Linked DNA regions of Drosophila melanogaster: region 1 is linked to region 2. A link is a contact called in public Hi-C data. All regions are on one chromosome and are shown on one strand. The core of a region is the stretch at or near the end of the contact, and the rest is flanking DNA. Distances in the headings are between cores, read along the strand shown. Region 1 holds the start of CG3448. Region 2 holds the start of CG4080.

Evidence for each region. Hi-C and Micro-C count contacts between places; a contact is called where the count stands out from the background.
Region 1: a contact with region 2 is called in a Hi-C map of the Kc167 cell line, with 2.9 times the contacts expected there. A contact is called at or near these places in 4 of 107 Hi-C or Micro-C datasets (the Kc167 cell line, the S2 cell line and embryo).

The regions. Positions count from the first base shown.
Region 1 is chr3L:9,447,432-9,453,541 of dm6, forward strand. It overlaps CG3448, which reads right to left and starts at 4,141. Exons shown (of 1, transcript NM_140059.3): 1 at 3,114-4,141. The coding sequence starts at 4,100. The coding sequence ends at 3,393. CG3529 reads left to right here. Exons shown (of 6, transcript NM_140058.3): 2 at 957-1,408; 3 at 1,470-2,197; 4 at 2,258-2,393; 5 at 2,587-2,637; 6 at 2,801-3,354. The coding sequence ends at 2,998. ghi (ghiberti) reads left to right here and starts at 4,445. Exons shown (of 3, transcript NM_168344.3): 1 at 4,445-4,602; 2 at 4,694-4,739; 3 at 4,867-5,359. The coding sequence starts at 4,549. The coding sequence ends at 5,012. It overlaps phol (pleiohomeotic like), which reads right to left. Exons shown (of 2, transcript NM_001300076.1): 2 at 5,372-6,110. The coding sequence ends at 6,099.
Region 2 is chr3L:9,397,674-9,402,886 of dm6, forward strand. It overlaps CG4080, which reads right to left and starts at 1,554. Exons shown (of 6, transcript NM_001259766.2): 1 at 834-1,554. The coding sequence starts at 913. eIF4E1 (eukaryotic translation initiation factor 4E1) reads right to left here and starts at 4,787. Exons shown (of 6, transcript NM_168335.2): 1 at 4,607-4,787; 2 at 3,367-3,933; 3 at 2,910-3,280; 4 at 2,746-2,845; 5 at 2,424-2,511; 6 at 1,945-2,360. The coding sequence starts at 3,423. The coding sequence ends at 2,197.

The DNA.
Region 1 (6,110 bases), core at 2,891-5,390, 52 kb after region 2:
ATAAGATTAACCCTTATATGAGTATGCGGTTCCAACAGGCAGGTGTGACAAATCAGATAAATGTTTGTTGGTATGCTTTATGAAATTGCTCACCTTTTGGCACGCACACAAAGAGTATTGTTATTGATGCGCTCTTTTATTGTTTGATTGCCTGTTTTCCCTTCACCCCCTCCTGGCGGCCACCTGTTTTGCGCCCTTAGTAATCGCAATTAGTCATCGTTGCCGCTGGCCGCTGGGTTACATAAAAAAATGTGTTAATTTATTTCGTGTTCCCCTTTGGCTCGCATTTTCGCCATAATTTCCATTTGCCGCTGCACACACAACAAACACAGATACACACATTTACGTGCAATCGTGCATATGTATTAGTGCCGTACTAATTTGTTGCTTCGCTTTTTTTATGAGCTCACATTTTGTTATTGTATTGCGGTTGGTTAGCTTTTCCCATATCTCCTATATCTGTTGGATATCAGTGTTACGATATCTGATATCTGAGAAATACACTTTGCGCAATGGTTTCGTTTTGGATTTAAACAAATTGCTTTGTGCATTTTTAATTCGAGCAAGTCATTGCACTTGGTAGATCCTAAATTATAAACGAAAGATAATGCTCGCCCACCTGTTAAAAAACACAGTTTCAGCCGCCCATAAAAACAAACAAAGGAATGCAAATTGTTTACTTGGGTTTTCACACAGAAAACGAAAAAAATAATTACATCTTTCGGATCAAAAACCGCACAATTTACTTGGAATTATAATTAAATATATTATTATAATTAAAATGTAACGAGCGTTTTCAGAAATAAGATACAAATTTAAAAAAAAAAAATAGGGATACCTTTTTTGTTTTTGTATTTATATTACATGAAATATTGTTGCAGTTTTTTTTTCTGGAAGAACGATAGATTTAAAAAGATCTTAAGGTGTCAACTAATACTTACCTTCTCACCTTTCAGAGGCCGCCACCGATGCCAACCTGGCCTCGGAGAACTGGGCCGCCAACATGGAGATCTGCGACATGATCAACGAATCCTCCGACACTGCACGCGATGCTATGCGTGCCATTCGCAAACGCCTCTCCCAGAACGCCGGCAAAAACAACCAGGTGGTGATGTACACGCTGACCGTCCTGGAGACATGCGTGAAGAACTGCGGCAAGGCCTTCCATGTCCTGGTGGCCCAGAAGGACTTCATCAACGAGCTGGTCAAGCTGATTGGGCCCAAGAACGATCCACCAGCCGCCATGCAGGAGAAGGTTCTCAGTCTGATACAAATCTGGGCGGATGCGTTTAAGAACCAACCGGATCTCAACGGCGTCACCCAGATGTACATGGAATTGAAAAACAAGGGCATCGAGTTTCCAGCCAACGATCTGGATGCCATGGCACCCATTTACACGCCACAGAGGGTGAGTCGCTGAGGAATCCTCTTTACTTTAACCATAATAAATGCTTTCATATGCCTTTTAGAGTGTTCCCGAGATGCCCCCTCAGCTGGTGGCCGCTCAGCAGCACACAATCTCGCCTCAACACATGGCTGCCGCTGCTGCCGCCGCAGCTGCAGCCGCAGCTCCACCCAGCACAGGTCCTTTGCATTTGACTCCCGAGCAAGCGGCTAAGCTGCGCTCCGAACTGGAGATCGTTAGCAACAATATGTCCATCCTCAGCGAGATGCTCAGTGTTCTGAAGCCCGGCCAGGAGTCGCCCGATGACTATGCCCTGCTCAATGAGCTCACCTCGACCTGCAAGGAGATGCAGTCTCGCATCGTGGATCTGATTGGACGTGTCCAGGACGACGAGCTCACCGCGGAGTTCCTGCGCATCAATGACGAGCTGAACAATGTGTTCTTGCGCCACCAGCGTTACGAGAAAAATCGTTCGCAGGGCCAGGGTGCTGGTGTTACCTCGCCCTCGGCTGTGCTGGGCGCAGCCATGGGCCTGCCCGGTGTGGGAGCAGCTGGAGCAGGAGCCACCACGGTGGCTACGCTACCACCTCCGCCCACAACTACCGCCGTGAGCAATACGCCGCAAAGTGACCAACTGCTGATCGATCTAATCGAAAGCAGCGAGGAAGCCCAACTGCCACAGAGTTTGGGACAGATCAGCCTGGGTGGTGGAGCACCCATTGGGGTGCAGAGGAGCGCACGACCTGCCGATGAATTCGATATGCTGGCACAGTCGCGCACCGATGGCAACCAGTCAGTAAAGAGTGCTTTCCAATCGAGCTCATCAAGTATTAACAATAATTCTTTTTTTAGTAAATCGGACTTGCTGCGGGACATTCCCTCGGTGGACGCTGCTGCTGGGAGTGTGACTGCCACCGCCTCGCCTTACAAACCAAATCAACCGCAGCAGGCACAGCGCTCAGCCGGCGAACCGCCGGTGGTAAGTAAAGTGAGTAACTAGCCGCCGGACAGCCGGTCTAACTAATGGCGTTCGATTTGTTCCCTTACCTTTTGACCTCGTTTTCGCCATTGATTTACACTATGTGTCTAAATTTGAAAATATGTTTTGGTTCTTTTTTGTTCTATGCAAATTGCGTTTGGTTTTCGTTTCGTTTTGTTGTTCGGTTGGCGCCCACACACAGTCGACGAAAGAGAATGAGATCGACGAGATGGAGGCGTGGTTGGGCAGCTCAGTAAGTAGCCATTCGAATAGCATTTTGTCTTTTTCTAAGCTCATCTTACCATGCACTCGGCTTCAGTTTCTCGATTTACATACTATTCCTTTGCTTCTTAGCTTCTGTCATCCATTTTCGAGTACTTAATATGACTAATGAGTCATTTGTTTCCACCACACAGCACATCGAGGGAATTGAGGAGCTGACCAGCTCGGAGTTTGACAAATTCCTAGAGGAGAGAGCCGCTGCCGCCGAGAATCTTCCAACGATCAGTGCATCGAACTCCGCCGCCAGTGCCACGACAGGATCGGCAGGAGCCGATAGCTTACGAAAGACACCAAAGAAACCGGGCGCCGAAGAGGATCTGCTCGCGCTCTGAGTGATCTCCGCCAGCACCATCATCGGCTCTAATTGTTTACTCTTTCAAATGTTATACACACCCTAACATACTTATCCGTAACGTCTATTTGATAGCAGATACATAGTAACACTTTATGTAAAATGCTTTTATTTTTTACAAAAACAGCAACGATAACTATTGATTATATTCCAAAAAAACAAGCGATCTTTTGTTGGTCTAATTGTAAGCCACGTCTACACATTGATGGTAATTTAATGTATTACGTTACAAGTCTATTTGTTGTTTATTTATACATACATTATAAAGCTAATTTATTTTACAAAATCGAAAAGAAAAACTAAAACAAAATGGAAATACATTTCAAGCACATACCGATTTCGTCTTTGTTTAAATATTTATATTACTAAGGGGCTTAATCTGAGTCGTTATCTATATTCATGACTTGAGTAGCTGCTCCGTAGGCATCGTCCTCGTCATCAGAAAAAATCCTTTGATTATTCTTTGCTCTTGATACTTTCCCGGATCGTTTTTCCAACTGACTCTCTAAATCCCGGATGTGGGCCTTTTTGCTGTTCAAAAGCAGCAGGAATTTCTTGAGAAGTTCCTCCTCCTTCAGCTTGCTGTCCCTCACATACTTTTCATATTCAGCCAGGGATGCGGTTGTCTGGGCGTCGGATTCGGTGGCTGGAGCTGCTTGTGGCTTCTGCTGACCAGCTTCGATGGCTGCATCCAGCATCTGGTAGCAGTTGGAGACTTTTCTAAGCGGAACATCCAAGTACAGCGTTTCGTATCCTTCGCATTTGTACACTTTGAACGCTGGTTTTTCGACATCTTCCATGGATATTTCATAATCAAATCCTTGGAGTCCCATGTGCGTAGTTACGGCACTTTTGCACTCCGCAAAGAAAGCATCGTAGGCCTGTTCCAATTCACTGGCTCCACTTCGAAACTCATCGTATTTTACAATTGACCGGTAGTTTTGATTGTCAGAAGTGGTCAGGATGTCAAACTCCACGTCGTCGTCCATCCATTTGCTTCGGACATAAATAAACGGCTTTACGTCTATTTGACTATGTGAGAGCTGAGAGCGTTGAAGTAATTTAACCACAAAGGTGGACATGTTCGGCAATATTTTAGTTTCACAACTAAATGTAAACAACTGTTGCGGGGTTTTTAAAACAGCTGTTTACAACTGAGTTGTCAGATTGATTAAATGTATGTAATTTTGATAGAGTGCTTATGGCGAACGTTTAAGTGTACGTATATGTACTCTTTTCAGTAAAATTAAATAAATAAATACATCTTCAAATATTTCCGAGAGCTCAAATATTTAAGTTCTAATTAACTTTAACAGTCGATATACAACCCTTCTATTAGCATTCTAATATTTTATTTTATTAAACACGCATTTTGCAGCACTAGGCGGTCCAAATTATCGATATGACAGCGATATCGATTAACCGTGTTTAAGTTAGTACACAGCCAGTAGGAGGAACTAAACAAATTAAACGCGCTGCACCCCTATTGTTTGTCCTCTTTTTAGTGTTTTACTCGATTCGGCACCCGCAATGCTTGACAACCTCGTGGAATTCGCCAGTTACTGGTGGTTTCGATACCTCATGGTATGTAATGGTCATAAAATTACGCACATATTCCACCTGAGAAGCTGCGCTCCACGGGATTTTGATTTAAATGAACCCCATTAACTTGCAGGTCACCGAGCTGTACATGGTTGAAAAGTGGGAGCGGATAACGATACGTGAGTGTTAATTGCTGTTAATAAAATAGCACACCCTCGAACTAGTTGGGAATATCCGACGGATTCGTCATGCTTCTGGAGAATTTATACGCTTATCAGGGTTATTATTGCTCTCGGTTCATTGCAGACGTCATTTTCATGGTACTCTTCTGCGTTTTCTGGTACTTCAACTACTCCGTGCTGCTCTCGCTGGCCGGATTGATTGGCCCAACAAGTGCCTCCATCGCGGATATTATTCCCGGAGTTCAAGGACATGGGCTCAAGGTCACCTAAAATACCGATCAGACCATGCCCAGACCAATCGTGTGTACTGTTCTCCGTTCCAATATCCAAAATAGCCGCGTATCTGTACCTCGCCGCGATGCTTTATCTAATCCGCACGCGTTTATACACCGCAATCAATGAATGGAACGTAGCTGTAGGCGACACATGTCCAAAGAGGCGATCTAATCGCTTGCTGATCCGAATCTGAAGTGGACAACACCCGGCGACTGTCCATCAATAGCTGCCTCACCGTTTAATGTAGTTATCTAGCAGTAGTTACAAGTTTAAAGTCAGTTAATAAATCTAACGCTTACACAATCGCACTGTGAAATAGTTAAAAAAAGAAATGATAAATGATATACGCAAGTGTTGTTGCATTGTTTTCCTGGTTTATTTTTGTTTAATTTTGAAGAGGTATTTCCCTTGTTTATTCCGACTTAACTGATGTGCTTCCATTTGTGAATTATTGTTAGCGCCAACAGACGTTGAACATGCTAAATCCGTACTTCAATGCTCTAAGTGTTATAATTCATTACAAAAATATATAGATAGCCTATGGTGTATGCGTATTGAATATGGTAAAACTAGTTTTGTGTATTTTTCTTATTTTTTTGTTTGTTTTGTTTTCGTAGAAAAGAAAGTGCGCGTTTTGTTATTCGAGCGAAGATCGCACACGATTAGTATCAGATCAAATTGGGGCTTTTTAAGGTGACAGTTTGGCTGAGTTCTTCGGGGATTACGGTTCAGTTTTGGTTTTGCGGGGGGACTCACTTAGCCTACGGTACAAGCTAAACTCTTAGAACTGCTCTTCATCCGTGAAGGAAATTAATTAATGGCTACCATCTAACTTCCTTTTGCACTGCAATCCTATTTTGTTAGAGAATGAACTTACACTACTTACTTAAAGGGCGGGCAGCGGGCGGATGTGTTCACCAGGTGACAATCTTGTCCGGCCGCTCCGCTCGTTACAGGTTACAGATACAGATAAAAACTGGCTACAACTAACTGTACAATAATGCCTTCCGGAGCCAAAGGAGCTTTAATATTTTAACCATCTCATGCCAATACCTGCCACACATTAAAGCGCACTACTAGTTAGGATGTTAG
Region 2 (5,213 bases), core at 304-2,803:
ATTAAACTGCTTTAGTTATGGAGAACGTCTTCAATGACTGATATATAATTATATTTATGATTTATCTTCATTTTAGACCTCATTGGCTTCATTAAAAGTCGTAAGAGTATTGGGTATGGTCAATGCCCCGCTGTCACGTCAGATTGCAATATAAATAAATCGCGCGTAATTTATAAACCTATAATTGTATAAACAGATAACAGCTGGCGCCTCGCGTCAAGATCTTGTCACCTTCCCAGCATCGTAGTGTCCATATTTGCATTTCAATCGAAGTTGCCGATCGGCATGGAACTAGTATGGTAAGTAAGTAAGTACAAGTCAATGTTGTTAACTATTGCCTAATGATTGTCATTAGCAGGCGTTAGATGGGGATTACGACGATTGAGATCTCAACAGTTGATGTTGGTGCAGAGCAACAAATTAAGGGAATGAATCAATCGCTGCTTGAAATTGGGTTATTTTCGTTTTCATTTCGATTAAGGTATATCTTATCTGCGTGTCGGTATGGACAGCTGGATTTGTTTATTGTGGCGCAAAGAACACACATTGATTTTTAGCACTTGCAGCCTGCGTTGAGAACTTAATTATTGTGATTTCCCAAACGACGAACAATCAAACATTTAAATCATGTCCGTTTCCTGGCTATAAATAAACAATGGACAATGCCAAGAAGAATGTCAACCATCCCACGATTTTTCAATTGCGTGCTTGCACTTGATTTTATTTTATTTCTCGTTTTTCTTTATTTTACTTTTTTTTTTGTTCTTTGGTGTACTTGAATAACTTATAGGATTCCTTTTTTTTTGGCCATATCAAGGGCATTCAAAACTCACCTGACATTCGCATAGTGCTGGCCGGAATTCCAATCCACATGCTCGATATCCGAAGAGGTTTTGGCGTTGTCGCAAGGCATTTTGTTCGTAACTCGCTCTCTCTCTCTCTCTCTATAGCACTATAAACTCGATTGCAGGGTATCGCATAGTCGGGGCGATGCTGCACCGCAACGCGTGGGGGGTTTTCAACCCCAAAAAGGGAGGGGGGTGGCGGACGCGGGGGAGGAGAGCTCCTTTGTCTTTTATGCTGGCTAGTCTTGCGCCTTTGTTATGATTCTCCTCCGCTGGCCATATATTTGTTTATTCCCAACGATAAACAGAGGCTGTCGCCTTCTTTATTTTTAGCGACCCTGTTGGCAGGGGCTACTTCGATTTTTTGCACAATGTAAACCGAATCTATTGCACTGTTATTCTCCTTTCATTTCGTTTCATTTTTCCCTTTCAACGCCAACGAACTTCTGGCCGTGTGTGTGTTTGTTTGTGTTGGTTAGCTGGTCTATTATTATATCTTTATTCCGCGACAAACTTTAGTGCGTTTGCTTGTTAATTTGTTGTTACTGGCCCGGTACGAGCTGTTCGTTCCACTACTCTACGCTAAATGGCTATGCTTGTTAGAATTGCACATATATTTTATGTATTTTATTTAGCTAAACACGGAGACATATCCTTACACGATATCTACGAGCGACGCGACCAGTGTGACTGCGCCTACACAATTGAAACATGTCACATGCAGTGTGACCGTTCTTGGCTGAATGGAAAAGCTCTCACTCATATAAAATTCAATAATAGGTTAATAAAAAAAAAATACTGACTTATTTTTTAAATACAAACGTATTTACTCTAACAATATAAGTAAAAAGCTAAAATTATTTTAATGTCTATTTAGGAAACCTATCGATATATCGATACACATTTTTTTTTGGCCACCCTAGAAATTGCTAACGTATTTTTAGCAACAAATTGAATTCCAAATTTGGAAGTTTTGCTTTAGGTGCCCATATTAGGATACAAGCTCGTTTTAGTAATACAACAAGTAATTATCCCAAAAACAATATAGGTTAACTTTTTTCTATTTTAAAATATCTCCAAAATCAAAGATCAAAAGTATCCGGTTTTAATGTAGGTTTTTATTAATATACTTTTCCGTCTAATCCATTATTGACAGTGACTACAAAAAGCGGATAGATTTTATATTATGCCGATTTTTGATAACAAAGGGGGTTCCGTTTCGGTTTCGTTACGCGGGTCTTAGACAATAGTCACGATTAATCGCTACTGTTGCTTATAACGATAAATAAATGAAAGACAAAATAATCAGTGTGGGATCGGACCGAATAAGGAGCGGCCAGTTATTAGCCGCCTACAAAGTGTAGATCGATTTCACGTTGGAGCCCTGCTTGACCATCGTGTCCTTGTGCAACTGATACTGCAGCGAGTTGTTGCGTCCCAGACGCAGGGCATCGCGCAGCTTGTGACCAATCTCAAGGGCAGCTTCCTCGTTGTTTCCGTCGGCAGTCCAGATGGCTGGAAAGCATTAATCGTTAAACAAAGGAATTCCGCTGAAGTTGGGTGTGCGTGAAAACTTACATATCTTGTTGCTCTTGCCGCGAATGTTTATAACAGCGCCGCAGATCTGATCAGAGTGATCGAAGGCCTCACCAATCAGGCAGAGCAGCTGGAAGGCAAAACAGTTGTAGTTACTCATATGCGAAAAATATTTATGATATAAGCTCACTATTGAATGTTCCTAAGACAAAAGCTAGCACTAGCGTATTTTTAGCTGATATTTTCTATAAGTTATAATTTATATTGCAAAATCATACACCTATTTCTATATTTTTGCATTTCAAGAATGTACATTCACTATAAATAGACCATCCGCTCACCACTCGTTTCTTTGTGCACTTACCACATCGAGCCATAGGTTATCCAGATCGGTCTTGGAGCTTTTGTTAAGGGTAATGACCCAACGACCGCCCTGTTTGTTGGCTGCATCCTCCCACATGGGACTGCAAATGAGATATCAGTTAGTAAAGGTTATCTTGGCAGAATTGCAATAAACAGCAAACCCACCGAATGTTCTTCTTGAATAGCGAGTAGTCACTACCCAGCTTGATCTCTGATGGGGGCTTGATGTGGTTGTATAGGCTCCAGAAGTCCTCGACGGTATCGAAGCTGGTGATCTCGTTTTGCATGTCCTCCCAGGACTTGGACCGATCGTTTTCAAGGTACCACAGCGTCCAGACATTCATGAGCGGGTGTTTGTATAAATGCTCGGTGCGCACAGCATCGTCGCCGGCAGGAGCAGTAGTGGTTGCAGTGTTGCCTGCTGGTTCACCAGTCTCCTGTGGGTCCTCCTTGGGCTTGACATCCTTAGCCTCGGCGGGCGCTGCAGCCGAAGTTGGTGGTTCCGGACGACCCTGCTCGGTGCTGGGGGCGCTGGTCTGCGGGAGAAGATGGCAATGGATGGGAAGGGGAATCAGAAGATTAGATTAGCTTGGCTTAGCGACAGGCGCACTGAGAGTATTACTTTGAACATGGACTTGGGATTGGCAAAGTTCTTCATTCTGTGAAAGTCGCTCTGCATGTTGGCGGCCGTGTTTATTGGATGCGTTTGATGGTAGGATCAGTTCTTTTTCGGCTCCGGAGTGGGTTCGGATCGGTTTCGATTCGCCGTGATTCACTTGCCGCTCTCTCTCTGTCGCGGTGTTTGTGATAGTTGATAGTTGGTTGGTGCGTGTGTGTGCGAGAGAGCGAAGCTTTTGATTTCTGTTTGAGTGTGTGTGGATTTTGGATTGTTTCGTGATATCTCGCTCCCCTGCAGTTCGCTCTTCACTTGTGTATTATTAACCAAAAAACTAAGTAATGATAATACAAAAAACTCGTTAAACTTGTTGTTGCTGTATGGTTGAGTGGGTGTTGTAACTAATTATTGAGTATATGGTGTTGGAGTATCCTGTTTCACTTAAAATCGGACTAGGCTACTACTAAAATAGGCGAACTAATGCTGTTCCTAACGAACTCGGAATCGAAAGGGGCGATGGAATTACAGCACACACACACACGCGCACGTATCTGACATAAAAACACAGATTGCCTGTTGAAAGAATTGGAATTGTTGTTTTATATTTGAGTTAAAAGAGTTACTTGATTTTATTTTATGTTGCGGCTAAAATTCGTGTTCGAGTTCAAAGCAGCGGCGCGATTAACTGAAAAAAATTAACGTCAAAGAAAGGAGGTGGAAAGTGAAGAGGGAAAGCCAACGGTTTATTTACTGCAATGGCCGACAAAAATATGATTTAACTGTTCGCGACTGGTTAATTGCAGTAATTCACTCTTTTTCCATTCTTTCCATATTTGTCTCTCCGCTCTCCTATTTATGTATATGTAGCTAAAGAAGAACACACCCACACACACGCGCGCGATGTCTTGACAAGAGAGAGAGAGCGAGAACACTGAAAACGTGTGGTATGCGTATGCAAATGCGAAAGGAGAGAAAAAGAGAACGAGTGACCGCGAAAGAGAGATAGCTTGATAGAGACAGACAGAGATAGCGATAGCTATGACGTAGACAATAGCGTGCAAGTACAATTAATATTAAGCAATTGTGCAAAAAATAATCGGTGAACACAATGATGATGTAGCCACGCCAACTGCACACTTTTCCGCTCGACTATCGCCTCCCCTCTTGTGCAACAACCCTGTTTTTGTTGTTCCTGCCACGGCTCAGCCGAAATCGAAACCATGCGGCTCGCCGTTTCTCGCCTTACCTTCTCCGTCTCCAACACTACCATGATTTCGATGTATCGAAATGTATACTAGATATCGGTTACGCACTCAAGCTGCGTAGGTTACTGGGCTTAATTATTATTCGAATTATTTAATTCTTTAATTAAGTTTGGGATTTTGGTGGCCAGACAGTGTGGCCGTTGCCTAAAGGAAAGTTAGTGACGAGCGACCGAAGGCAGCTATCGATTGTTGAACAGGGCAACTCTGGAAATGCCTGTCACTGACTGATTGTTATAAAACCCAAGCAACCGTTACGTTTTTAAGGTTTCCATATATGTCATCTCTTCTATCTCTTTTCATGCGCGGAATTTACCATTTCACCATTAAAATACTAAAATTGTTAAATGTTTATCGGAGCTAAATATCATACTTTCTATTGTAATATTTGTATTTGAACCGAAATTCATTTTCTGTCATCCAGGTTTAAAATGAAACGATATTAAACAAGTTTATAACCAGTAAGTTACGCCTATTAGGAATCATTGAGGCCATAATAAGCCATTTTAAATAAACGCTTCTTATTGTCAAAAAACAAATAACTTGCTCCCATGGGAACTTTTTCAAGAACTGACCGAGCTTAACTTCCGC